2 separate regions of the Nothobranchius furzeri genome follow, and region 2 is linked to region 1. The links are chromatin contacts, called in public Micro-C maps. All regions are on one chromosome and are shown on one strand. The core of a region is the stretch at or near the end of the contact, and the rest is flanking DNA. Distances in the headings are between cores, read along the strand shown. Region 1 holds the start of shroom4 (shroom family member 4). Region 2 overlaps shroom4 (shroom family member 4).

Region 1 (7,080 bases), core at 2,332-4,831:
GGCTGAAGAAGGAAACTTTGGCCTCCTGCCTCATTGTTATCACACAAGATGAGGTCAGAGCAGAGACAGCCAACGGTAAATCTCGTATAGAATCCTCCCTGAACACACTTCTGAAAACTCTGATTATTCTCAGCTTTGCTCTTCAGCTGTGCAATTTATCTCATTTTTATTTTTATTTCAGCTCCAAATGACAGAACATGAGTTTAGATGGCAGAACAACAGCAAAACACATCAGCACATTGTTCATTATTTTCAATTATGACTTTGCACACTCTGTTTGCAACATCCAGTGACGTTTTATCCAAGATGCAAAGAAAAATGATGCGGAATAGGCCTGTTTCCACTATCGGAACTTCTGGGTAATTTTACCAGACCTTAAAGGCATGTGCACGTCTACGTGTCGCCGGGCTGGACCAAAACAAACACATTCCGAAACACTCGAAAATGACCCAGTGGTTAACTCATGCTGATTGGTTGTGACTCAGTGGGAAATTACATCAGCAGACATCACTAAAACAACCGGCGTTTATAAAAATGGAAGTTGCTGGTGAAGCAGAATTAAAGGAAACCCAAGCAGGCAGCGCTGATTCTAACACGGGAATTGTCACTGCTTCATGGTCTCTACAGAAAACCTTTGCAGCACGTCTTCTGGTCATTGAACGCCACATTTTACATCAGACAGCTGCTCTCCCAGTACCAACATTTGATTCAATTACAGTTTACTTTGACAGAATAAAACTTATTAAGTTATTTATGTCCATGGACGCCTTTAGCCACTGTTCACTGCTGAAACGACCAGGATATGCCAACGTCTCAAAGTTCTGTATGGGTCAATTTTGTATGGAAAATGAACGGCTGAGAGGTCTGAACCAACATATTTTTCCTGTCACCTTCCCTGCTCCTTGAAATTTTCCCGAAACTCCTATATGGCTAATGGCTCCCTTTAGGGACGTCCAGGCTTCTGTGGCAGCTTTCCTCTGTTTTATCAACCACTGTCTGTCCATTTTTCCTACAAGTGACTGATTGATCAAGTAGTTTTATTTTTGTTTTGTTGATTCTTATTCTTAAATGATAATCATACTGAATCATGACAAAAGTACATTTGGTCTCAAAATGTACATTTTCAACGTTTTAATCAGCTAAATAGTGGAATAAACAAAAGAAGAATCCGCACACTTCAATCTGCGATGTAGGAGTTTGTTGGTCAAGCGTTCGGTCAGACACCTTCATCATCAGGAACAAACAATTGTTTGGTGTGAACCTCCACAATTCCTGATGAAGGTCTCTAACCGAAAGCTTGACCAATAAACTCCTACATCGCAGATTGAAGTGTGCGGATTCTTTATTTTGTTTATTCCATTTTTTGATCCAGCACCTTTCCCAGACGAGCGGTGACTCATTCTAATCAGTTAAATAGTACAAATCTGTCACCTGCTGACCAGTAGCTAATAAGGGAAATATTGGGAGAATGGAAATAACCCAATTGCGACTTCTTTTCAAAAACGGATAATTGATGTGATATGGATTATTCAAATAGAAAATCTCAGGTAAATAAAAATGTAACTGAACCGGAAATGTCTTCAAATCCAGGTATATTTTTCCCCCATTGGTCCGTGCCGTTTGTGTGGTTGTTTGATTTGCAAAATACATCACAACTTGATGCTCTTATTCTGAAGAGCCACACTAAAGCGTGTTTTCAGCAGAACAGGAGAAATAACTGCAAAGCCACTGATTGACTGTGTATCAGAGTTATCTCTGTAGTTGTGCTGCTATAGGCTTAGACTGCTGGAGGATACACTGACCACTTTTCACACTCTACTACTTTCTTCTACAATTTGCTCTTTAACTGTATTATTTTCTGCAATTTCAGCTGTTAACTTTATTTTCTCTCTAAGTGTTTTTCTCCCCAGAAGAAGCTACAATGATGTTCTGCTGAGCTGTGGTGGCCTCATGGAGGGGGCCATCGTCTAACACACTGCTGCTAACCACTTAAACATTCTCCCTCTCCTGATAACTTTTTGCTTTCCTTGACGTTGGATGTGCTACTACTAGTTTATCCGTTTAATTATAGATCCACTACGATAAATACAATAAAGTTTATCTCTCACCAAATAGAATATTTACTAAGAAATCACAATATAACTATAGACACATTACTTTGTCTTGTGTGTGTGTGTGTGTGTGTGTGTGTGTGTGTGTGTGTGTGTGTGTGTGTGTGTGTGTGTGTGTGTGTGTGTGTGTGTGTGTGTGTGTGTGTGTTCTATCTTCTCCATCCCCAGTGAGTCGTGGAGGATGGCTGCTTGTACTGAGCCAGGATCCTCTGGAGGTTTCTTCCTGTTAAAAGGGAGTTTTCCTCTCCACTGTCGCTTTATGCTTGCTTAGTATGAGGATTGCTGTAAAGTCACTGACACTTGCCACTGATGCAATTTGCCGGGTTCCTTATATAGGAAACATTATTTCTGATTGGCTTAATGAACTGACCTGAATTGGAATGTTTATTATGTGAAGTGCCTTGAGACGACTCTTGTCGTGATTTGGCGCTATATAAATAAAATTGAATTTAATTTAATTTAATATTGACCAAAAATAACCATGAATGTAAGTTTTCCTAATCAAACAGTCTGGTCAGATTCATATCCTCAATAGTAACAGATGTTGTTTGCAACAGAAACTCATAAACCACGTGAAAAGTAAGAAGAGAAGTATTCCAAGAATTTCCCATCACTGAATCCCCAGCTTTCATTTCAGAGATTCCCACATCCCACAGACACTCCACCTCCCTCCTTGCATCCCTTCTGCCCCAATCCCTGCTTTCTGTGATGTGGTTTCAGTCATCTGTCAACACTTTTTTCCCCTCTGTGCACTGAATGAAGTAACAGGGACAAGAACAACACATTTTTTCATCTGAGAAGCCTCCTTCAGCACCCCTGAGGAGTGGAACGGTGGAGACCCTTTGACCTCCAGGTCGGAGAACTCAAATGTAGCATTAAATTATCTGAAAAAGGCAGTTGATGAACATCAACCAGAATCATATTCATAAACAATTGGGTTTCTTCTATGGTCAAATCTAATTCTGCACGAGCAAGAATATTTAATTAGTCCAAATTTCAAATGTTTTTAGAAGAGTTGGAAAGGGCAGCAAAGCATGCATGACTAAAAAAATATTAAAAATAAGTCTGAAATTTACTCTTGAGTGTTCCAATCTGGCAGAATTCCTCCATAACCTCTGGTATCAGTAAGAATATGCAAATACCAAGCATCTAGAATAACTTCCTCTGCAGTTTGAGCTCGTGAAAGGAAACAAATGTCCTCCAAATGATGGTAACTCACTTTAGTGATGATGAGCGGCTCTCCGTGCTCCAGCCCTCCTTTCAGCGTGAACCCCCAAGGCGCGCCCCCGCTCAGCTGGACCTGAATGTGGTTGAAGGAGACGAGCTGGTCAACCGTCTCCATGACTCCGTCCGGGGTTCTGGAGCGCTTCCCTCTCAGTTTACTAGCCAGGCTGGGTGGTTAAGAGCTCAGCGGCGCCGGTAACCGGTCCCACCGTCTCCCCATCACTGTTCTAGCATCAACAACGAATGGATGGTGGTAGGACGGGCCAAGTGGGGAGGAAAGGGGGAGGGAAGAAACTTTCAGTTACCGTCAAGCTATCTGAGGTTAACAGCGTACTTCCGGTCTGAACATAAACAAATACAAGACATTCGAATTGTTTCTCACTATGTTCATCTTTTAAATCATGTCTCAACATACTTATAATGTATTTCTCTGCCTATTTGTGAAAAACGTTTTTACTGCAATGAAAATAAAGCAAAATTATAGCTTTTAGTTTGGTGACTGGAGAGCACACTTCCGGTATTTTTCTTAATTTTTTTTTGACGAAACTAACTGGGAAAACTTCTCCCAAACTTGGTCTATAGCCCCGCCCACTACCCCTAACGTCAGGCTTATCGACAAAACCCGCAACCAATAGGAGAGCTGATTATGAAGACAGCGTCCAATAGAAGAAGGCACGAGAGAAATTCATCAGGCGGCAACTACAACCAAACAAGAGTAGAGGTTAGGTTAGGGCTTCGAGACTTTGGCTTTAGGTCAGACAGATGTTTTACGTTTTTTCCTCTAATTATTCCCTAAAATGTGCATATATCTAATGTTTACATTAAAAAGAAGACTGTCAGCACTAAATCTAAGTTTCAGACCAGCAGTACCAGTTTCTTTATTAATGCCAACATGCAATCTGTCAAACATTTCAAAGTCAGCTTACCTAAACTCCATATTACCCTATAGCTCACTAAAATAATTGACACAAGATGCAGTACATATTGTCCTCATTTCAACTGATCCAATATGTGTGTGAGTCTGCGAGCATTCACTAAAGGTTTCCTGAAAGTGACTTTATGAAAGGGGGTGCTAGCCCTATGGAAATATCCCCTACAGGTTCCTCAAAGGTCCAAATGGGGAAAAGGTCACATCTTTAAAGTTATTAGAGTTAACCTTTAGCTTTAGGATGAAAACAAAAAAAAATGTTTTTTAAATTTTTACCATGAAAAATGCTTGGTCGTTTTACACAGGAAGTGCTGCAGCTTGCTAGCCTAGTGAACTAGACCAAATTCTTGCTTATTCTGGCTTGCCAGGCTAGCAGCATGCTGCTGATGTCACATTTAAAATTTGTAAATAAAAACAGAGTCTAGTGTATTACTGCTATGCAGAATTAAAATAAATAAATTAAGTTAGCATTTACGTAGACATTTATTAAATTACATTTTTTAATCCAACAACAACTCACTTAGTGTTTGAACCCCATTTGGACTAGCTATTAGCACATCAATTCTGTAGGTAAATTAGTGATGCACCGATATGAAATTTTTGGGTCGATACCGCTATTGAGATCACTGTTGAGGCCGATAACCAATATTTGCCGATAGCGATATGCTGACATTAATGCTTCTAAAATCAACAATTTTGTATAAAATGAAGATGATTAAAGCCAAATTTACTTGTACACACACCACACACATTTACGGTTCTGAGATTATTTCATTCACTGTTCACATGACTAAACAATTACACATCACCCCCCTCACCCTCTGAAAAAGATAAACAAATGGAGACGAGATGGAAAAAACATCGGTTGTTAATATCGGCCCGGTTTTATTTATCGAACCGATGTTGATATGTTAAAAAATGACTAACATCGGCCGAAACTGATATCGATGCCGATATACTGTCCATCCCTAGTATCAATATGTTTTGCCGAACTGACGTCACTCAAAAAGCGGTCTACAGCAGAGTAGATACTTATGTATAACCTTTCCACAGAAACCCAATTGAAGAAATTTGAACTGAACAAAAGTTTCAAGATGTGCAGAATCCCTGCCTCTTAAGAAGAAGATGAAGAAAATATCATTTCTATAGTGCCTCTCAAGATAAAAATCACGAGGCGCTTCATAAAAACAAAAAAAAAGTTAAAATATAAAAAAGCATTTAGAAAATGTTTAAAAATATATTTAAAATGAGCAAAAATAGGCAAGTCAGGACAGAGCCTTTTTCCAGGTTTTGATCCCATGAAACATTGTAAATGTGTTTCTGCCTGAGTAGTCACGTGGTGTCAGAACATTTCCCACACTCCTGCAGACTAAAGGATTGGAATTATAGATAATGTTTGTTGTGGAATACTAACACATTACAGCACTCTTTAAATGGACATGTGTGCGTGTGTGTGTGTGTGTGTGAGAGAGAGAGAGAGAGAGAGAGAGAGAGAGAGAGAGGGAAGAGAGAGAGAGAGAGAGAGAGAGAGAGAGAGAGAGAGAGAGAGAGAGAGAGAGAGAGAGAGAGAGCACCAGAGATGTGAACAAGTCCAGACATCTCACTTTTCATCAAGACTGCAAAGGTTTTGTTTTGGTTCCATCTTTCTCAAACGATTTGTTATCAGGAGCTCTGAACTATCTTGCTGAGTTGTGACATGAATATACTTTTTTTTTCTAAATATACATAATCTCCCAAAACTCTGGGGCTTCAAATTAGTCCAACTAAGAACAATCATTTCACACAATGTAATTAAAGTCTTTAAATATAGTCCAACTTTGGGAGTTGTCTAAATACAAAAAGTTTAGGAGCTTTACTTTCCCACAAGTTTTCTAATTTAAATAAAAACAGAGGGAAAGCTTGCTGCAGGTAAATAAAAATACCATAACTACTCATCTTTACTATGGTACTTACTTTCTTCTGAACATTAGGGTATCCAGTTGCTGCTTAATATCCATATCTAACTAACACGTATGGATTCTTGAAATGTTGTGGCACCACCTGGTGGTATAAAAGTAACAACAACAAAAAAAGTTGTTTTTCAAAAGTGTTCAGAAACCAAACTGACTTTAAAATTAATTATCCTTTTTTTTTTACCAGTGTCCTTTTATAACATTGGTCATCAAATAAATAATAAATGACAGAGCTCTATATTGACCAGTAATATATGAAAAAGCTGAAAAGTAGAGAACCAATGGAGATAATTATGAGATGACAGATAGCTTGGGTTATCGTGGCTCATCCCTTTAGTTATGCTGCTATACTGACCACATTGCTGCCTTTAACTTTGTTTTCTCAGTATTTTCCATAGAAAATATGACTTTTCATTTGCGTGTGTCTCTCCTGTCCTCTCAGACCTCACTCAGTTGAGCCAGAAGGCTGCACATTGTGAGTCCAGTTCCCCCTGCTGTTTTTATTATTATTACCCAGTGGTTATGAGCGTAAGTGAAGTGATCGACCAGTAAATGTGGATTCTTCATCACTGCAGATGCTGTCCCAGTTCATGTTTCATTCTTCAATTTTGGACATGACCCAGACAGAGGCGGTTTTACCATTAGGCATAGGTCAGCGGCTGCCTGGGGCCCCCCTATGTTGGGGGCTCCCCTAGCCCTGACTGCTGGCACCCCTCTGTTAATGCCACAATGGACTATTCCTTTAAGATGCCAATGCACAAACAGGAAGTGATTGGTAGTCATAAAACTCCATTCCAGTTGGTGGCAGTAATGCACCAAATTGTTGTTTGCCAAGTGCCATAAGACGACAAATAAAAAGAAGAGA
Region 2 (6,619 bases), core at 398-2,897, 61 kb before region 1:
AGACGTCATTATTTATGAAATAGAAGTTATTTTCCTGAGCCATTACTTCAGCCAAGATATAGGATGCATGGATTGATGAAAACATGCTGTCTCATGCAGTCCAATATGTGTAACAAACACACACACACACACACACACACACACACACACACACACACACACACACACACACACACACACACACACACACCATGACTAATTTAACTACACTGGACTGCTTTAGTAATAATTTAATCTCTTATTCTGGAGTAAAATAAAGAAACAAGCTAAATCATCACATATCTGTGGCATCAAGGAGCATCTTCTGAGTTCAAACACAGGGAAGCAGCAAAATGTTTACACCTGAACAGTATCAGGATGTTTTAACTCACAGAGGCCTGCAGGTCTTCTGTTTTATGAGCAGAGCGCTGATAATCTGCTTGTTATGAGCGCTAAATGTTATTTTGCCGCTTCTGTGCGGAGCGGTAGAGAAACATATTTCAAACACGGAACCGAGTGGTTACCGAACCGAGCAGAATTCAGATGACGTCACACCGGTGCGCGAAGGTGTGGGTTCCAACCCACAGGAGAGGAGGTAAACAGCGAGTGGATCACAGGGACTGAACTGATGTTTTTGAGCAAAAGTGTGCACCCACACCCCCACGGTTCAGACGCTGCGCTCATGCAGGTGTCTCTTTCTGTATATGTACAGTTATATATATATGTATATCAATCAGTTAAACTATGTTCCCACTTCTGTCCATCATATTTGCTCAAAATACACCAGCACAGAAGTCCGCCGATGAAAAGCACTAAAATCTCTAATCTCTTAAGTATCCACACTTTCATCCAGCGCCATAACCAGATCAGTTTATGGACAGGCCTCTAATCAGATCCAGAAAGGTGTACGGATGTATATGTGTGTGTGTCTGTGTGTGTGTAAGGAAGAGGTCTTGAGGAATCCCAAGAATGTCTATTGTTCAGTTTCAGAACAAGTGATGGGGGCAGACTATTGTGCTTCATGGTTCTTGGCACCGCAGAACTCCAGGGACCATGTAGTTTGAAAATCCAAACAACGGATGTGTGTGTGTGTGTGTGTGTGCACGCTTTTTCAGCCATCCATCTCTCTGCAGTAACATTCCACACACTTAGATGAATGCAAGTGTGTGTGTCTGGGTCTAGAAACCACTTTCTGACAGTCTGAACTCAACAAAAAAGAAAGTACATCAAAGAGCAAGTCAGCATTTCTACAGAGAAGTGCTGGACAGTTGAAAAGCTGAACTATTTCCCAGGAATAGATGAAAATAAAAATAAAGAGTTAGAAAAAAAAACCACAGAAATACAAAAAGAAACTGAGCAGAGCTAAGGTTGCATCTATTCAAGGAGATTAATTGGGAAAGACAGAGAAGGGAAGTGATTATTCCAATGGAAGGAAGAATGACTGAACCGGAATCAACACGTAAAAAAAGTCTTCATTACAAAATTTTGCTGTTTTATTATTTTCAGGGTTAGGATTTACTGCCACATCCTTACTGTGGTCTCTTTGTTTCTTTGAGTCACCAATGTAGTAACGTAAAGTTAAAATATGTTATGTAAGCAGAACATGTCAACAAGTCTGATCAGAAATGTTAACGATGCATCACAGAGCCAGCAGATGGCAGCCTGGTGTTGGTTGGTTGATGGACACAGACTAAAAACGTTTTCTAAACATTAGAGGAACAAGTAGGTGCAACTAGTATGGCTGGTAGCTGTGGGTTGGTTTGGCAACATAATTAAGACACCGAAAAACAACCTAATTAATTGTTTAGTTGATTTGCAAGGAGCATATCATCTTCAGCATCTGAGTGTTTCATATCATAAATAAATTCCCTGTTACCATGGAAAAGACTATTTCCTGGGCTGACCTTGTTCCGTACGTGAGTCTTTAGGGGGCCAAAGAGCCACTAATGAACCACCTTTTAAAGGTACGTTTTCTGTATGTTTTAACACCTAACAGATTCCGTTTAGAACATGTTTAGAGAGGTCCATATGGAAATAACCAGCTGTGTTTGGATGGGAGACCAAGCTCCAATGCCCAGTGACTTACTGCTTACGTGCTGGTGTCAAAAATTTTAAACTATCAAAAAGTAAAGAACCAAATTTGAAACAAGGTGCTACTTCGAAAACCACCTTGTGGCCCAGTTCCAACGTGCTGTCATTTTAAATAGAAGCCATTATAGTTACGGAGAGTGGCCACACGGGGAGCGCTGCAGAAGCGCTGTTCCGCGCCTCGGCACTGAGGACAGGTGCCAGTTCTATTTCAAGCGCTGCGGCTGTTCACAACATTGCGAAGTACTTTACAACAGACAACATGACGCGGAACGACTTTACAGCACAAACCCAACTGCAGTATTGATAACTTTAAAGTACTATTGATCTTAAAATATTCTAATAAATAGCATGCTTACCCATTTTTAATGAATTAGAGTCTTTCAAAACATGACGGCGTGATGTTGTGACTATTGCGTGACTTTCCAAGAAGAGCACAGTGGCGCGACATGTGCTGTGTGACCATTTGACTTCCCCAAACCTCTGCACTTCCCATCGGTCTCATCATGGTTTCCCTCGCTGCCCACAGCCTTTACCAGGTCCCTTTTTTTGGAATCTCACAAAAATCTACAGACAGAGCCGACTGGTCACACTAGGCCAACCACAAACGTACAACATTCCTACCATGTCCTCCATTGTTGCACTGTGTTGTGTTCCTGTTGCTAAAGATTACCTAGAGGTGAACTCTAGGTTCCTCCACTAAAACCATTTTTAGGCACTAGTGGAAAAGGGCCATTATTAGCTGTCCTATGAGTTGTAACGTGATGAAGGAACCATTTCTCCCCTCTAACAGCTGTCCTTGTGACACAGCGCCAGTGTGCATGAACAGCCAAGATCATACATTTACTTCTAATGTTTACATTCCAGCAAGAAGACAGAAGCAAGAAGAACGCTTTCCTTTTAATTAATCAAAGAACTCTATTTTAATAAAGCTAATCAAAACAACTGTTAGTCAATAATAACCATGTGACTGATCTGCGAAATCACAACGTTATGATTAATGTGTTTAATGAGTAATATGACTTTGGTCTAACTGCACTAGACATCCTGATCCACGTAATGTCAACACATGACACATTGTTTACTCATCCAATCAGAACCTTCATTCTGAAGCGTGGCAGAGTTTCTGTGGTGTTTTTTTAATCTGTCCACTGCGATTCGTCCAGAATTGTAAACAACCAAGATTAATAAAACAGAACAACGCCATTTTGTGTTCAGTATTCAGCCAGCTCTCGAGATCATCTGATGTCCATCATTGCTAAGTGAGGTACGGACTGGTCATCTGTACATTTTACTTTTAAGCTGAGAACTGTCAACAACGGTTCCTTCAGAATAAAAGCTGAACTCGCTGACCCAAAGGGGGGTCCCTTTGACGCTGTGAAACACCTGCCGTTTTTACCTGGAGATTATCCATAGACTGGTTTGTCGTGCTGTCGATGCGGTTTCATCGGTTCCAGCACCAGAGGAGGGTCCGAGGACCTGGCAGCCTGATCTAACACGGGAGTCCCTGACGGGTAATGTAGAACGGCATAGATAGCGTCTCATGTCTTTCCTGACTAAAGTTCAAACGTCGCTCAGTTAGGAGCAAAACAACATCTCCCACTCAGACTCGCTTCTCCAGATGGAGGTTCTGAACTGACATCGCACCAACACACACTCCTCCTCATTACATTCCATTCGCATCCATCACTAGAGAGTTAGTCCTGTTAATTGTTTACAATAATTTAGATAATAAATTTTTCTTAAACGTTCCGAGGTCTCTCTCTTCTCTTGTCTCTCAGTTCATACAAAGTGTTTAATTTTAAATTTCCCTGTAATAAGAAGAACACTCTTCTGATTTAAGAAAGCCCAGTGTCCAGAGATGGGACCCACGCCTCAGGTATGGATCATTAATATCTCTGGTCATTAATTAAATTGTAATGCCCTTCATTTCCATGACAGTGTTTAATTAAAATTTGTGTCTGTTTGACAAGAATGAAGTCAATAGGATCACAATTTTGGATAAAACTTTTGCTGATGTTTTTTCTCTAAAAGCATTCGAGCTGTGATAAAATAATCCAAGACCAAAATATGAACTGAAAAGATGGAGCACACACCCAGGGTGTTTTCTGTCTAAAAGCTGTTGAGAAAATGTAGAAAGACACGTTTTTGAGCTTTTATCTTTCAAAAGGTGATTCATCTCCTGAAATATGAACCCTCCCTTTTAAAGTGTTCATGTTCATATCTGAGTACAGCCTCTTGTCAACAGTTTATTCCACCTAAATATCTAAAAGAATTCCACAAGCCTTCTCAACTCGTCTTTCCCCCACTTTCCCTGTTTTCCTTCTTTCATCTCCTCTTCCTCTCTCCCAGACAAGCCTTTAGCTAAAAAAAAAAAACAAAACCCCCAACAATGTTTAGCTAATTTGGGGCAGAGATGAAAGAGTGAGATGAGATCAAAGGGCTTTCTCAAGAGGTCCCGTTTATGCTGTCATAACATCGCTCACAATAGCGACCCGTCTTGTAACCATCAGTTTTGATTTCTTTGCAAATCCTGCTGCCACGTATCTCCAGTCTGTATCTTACTGAGACCGTGGACCATTCCCTTCATTGTTGCTCTGTAATCTTACCTTTTTCCTTTTGAGTTACTTGGTTTTCAGTCACTGTCAAGAATCCAGAAGCAATGCCCCTTTCACACAGAGTCAGATCCATGCCACATTCCCCACCTTCAGCAAATTTGGACAACCCTCTGCTGTGTGAAGGCAATCTTGACCCTTCAATTAAGGATGAGTAATTACTATATTCTATATACGTATATTCTATACATCACCCCGCTTCTCCTCCAGCTTCACTGGCTGCCAGTCAACTTCAGGGTTCAATTCAAGATCCTGGTTCTGGTCTATAGGGCCTTACATGGACAAGCACCATCTTACTTTGGTGATCTTCTTAGTCCCTACACCCCCAGCAAGTCCCTGAGGTCCAGTGATCAAAGCCTACTGGTCGTGCAGCACCAGGCTAAAGACCAAAGGTGACAGATCATTTGCTGCTGTGGCCCCCAGACTCTGGAACTCTCTCCCCCTGAGCCTGAGACCAGTGGACTCAGTGGTCTCCTTTAAAAAGCAGCTGAAGACACACTTGTTCAAGCTGGCTTTTGTATGACCTTCTTCACCACTCTCTCTTTATTCTGCTCTCCCCACCTATTCCACCTTCCTCAGGATCCACTGATTTCCCTCTTTCCTGTTCACTCTCTCTCTTTCTTCACATTTTTTTAAATCACAATTTGTCTATTTTTGCTCATTTTAAATATATATTTTTAAACATTGTCTAAATGCTTTTTTATATTTTTACACTTTTTGTTTTTGTGAAGCGCCTCGTGATTTTTATCTTGAGAGGTGCTATAGAAATGATACTTTCTTCTTCTTCTTCTTCTATTCTGTTTCAGTTTATTTATGTAGTGCAAAATCACAACAAGAGTCGTCTCGAGGCACTTCACAGAGTAACCATTCCGTGCACTGAGTTCATTTCATTATGCCAATTAGCTTTCGTTGCATCAAGTCACTGACTAGTGTCAGTGTCTTTACAGCAATTCTCATACTAAGCAAGCATGCAGCGACAGTAAGAAACCTCCAGAGGATCCTGGCTCAGTATAAGCAGCCATCATCCACGACTCACTGGGGGTGGAGAAGACAGAGCAGACACACACTGATACGTCAGTTTGGACCGATGTCAGTATTCAATATGAATGCTGCTGTTATGCCAGTTACCAGCAAATATTTACCAATGTTAAACATTATTTTTGCTACATTTTTGACATTGTGACCAGATCACCTGCATTGCTCTACTACAGTTAAACACCCTCACATTTCTATCACTGTCACATGCCCAAAAAACAGAGAAAAAAATAACTTTTCATCAGTGTCCTTTTCTGTAGATATTTCTGAAAAAGCCCCGTAATAGTTGTGACTGTAAGTGTAATTCTGGTAGGTCAGGAGGAAAGCTGCTTCTTTGGATTGTAGAGGTAGCAGACCACTTCCTTGTGCAAAGGCTTAAAGGGGCAAGTCCTTTCAGTGGGCGAATGTTAATGCCCCGGTGCTCCACTGAACGTTTTAGGAACTCTTTTATTCCAGCTGCAGTGCGTTTTTACAATGACCATATCGTATGATTGTATATTTGATATTTTCATATTTTATCAGGACCAGTGAATGTTTTATTGTGTGGATATGCATGTTGTGTTTACTTGTCCAAGGCAATTCAATTTCCCCCTTGGGGATTAATAAAGACAACCTTGAACCTTTATCTTTAGAACCAAGCTGCATGAAGCCACCACACTCCATACTGCATATTCAAACCTTGTCAAACTCCTACCCTCTGTCACGCATTCAGGAGCATTTTCATTATTAAAATTTACTCTAAAATCCTGCTAAGGCCATGCACATAGCATTGCTCTCCTGAGTGAAGGTCACTTCAAAAATTTATTGTTATCAACAACAGTGTTTTTTGAGCACTTGCTTTACTTCCTGTAAATATAAAACAAGGTTAAATAAAAACCTGCTACATAAAAATGTACCTTATG

Evidence for each region. Hi-C and Micro-C count contacts between places; a contact is called where the count stands out from the background.
Region 2: a contact with region 1 is called in a Micro-C map of tail fin, with 15 times the contacts expected there. The contact joins the enhancer-like site here to the promoter of shroom4 in region 1. A contact is called at or near these places in 2 of 2 Hi-C or Micro-C datasets (skeletal muscle and tail fin).

What each region holds. Positions count from the first base shown.
Region 1 is chr2:77,247,060-77,254,139 of NfurGRZ-RIMD1, reverse strand. shroom4 (shroom family member 4) reads right to left here and starts at 3,581. Exons shown (of 12, transcript XM_015946366.3): 1 at 3,331-3,581. The coding sequence starts at 3,453.
Region 2 is chr2:77,306,894-77,313,512 of NfurGRZ-RIMD1, reverse strand. All of the region lies in intron 2 of shroom4 (shroom family member 4), which reads right to left. Among protein-coding and RNA genes, the nearest start is that of clcn5b, 50 kb to the left of the region's middle. Within about 2 kb of position 1,647, at least 3 of the 3 cell types and tissues checked have an H3K27ac peak or open chromatin away from gene starts, as enhancers often do. A contact at or near this core is called in tail fin, where this site is marked.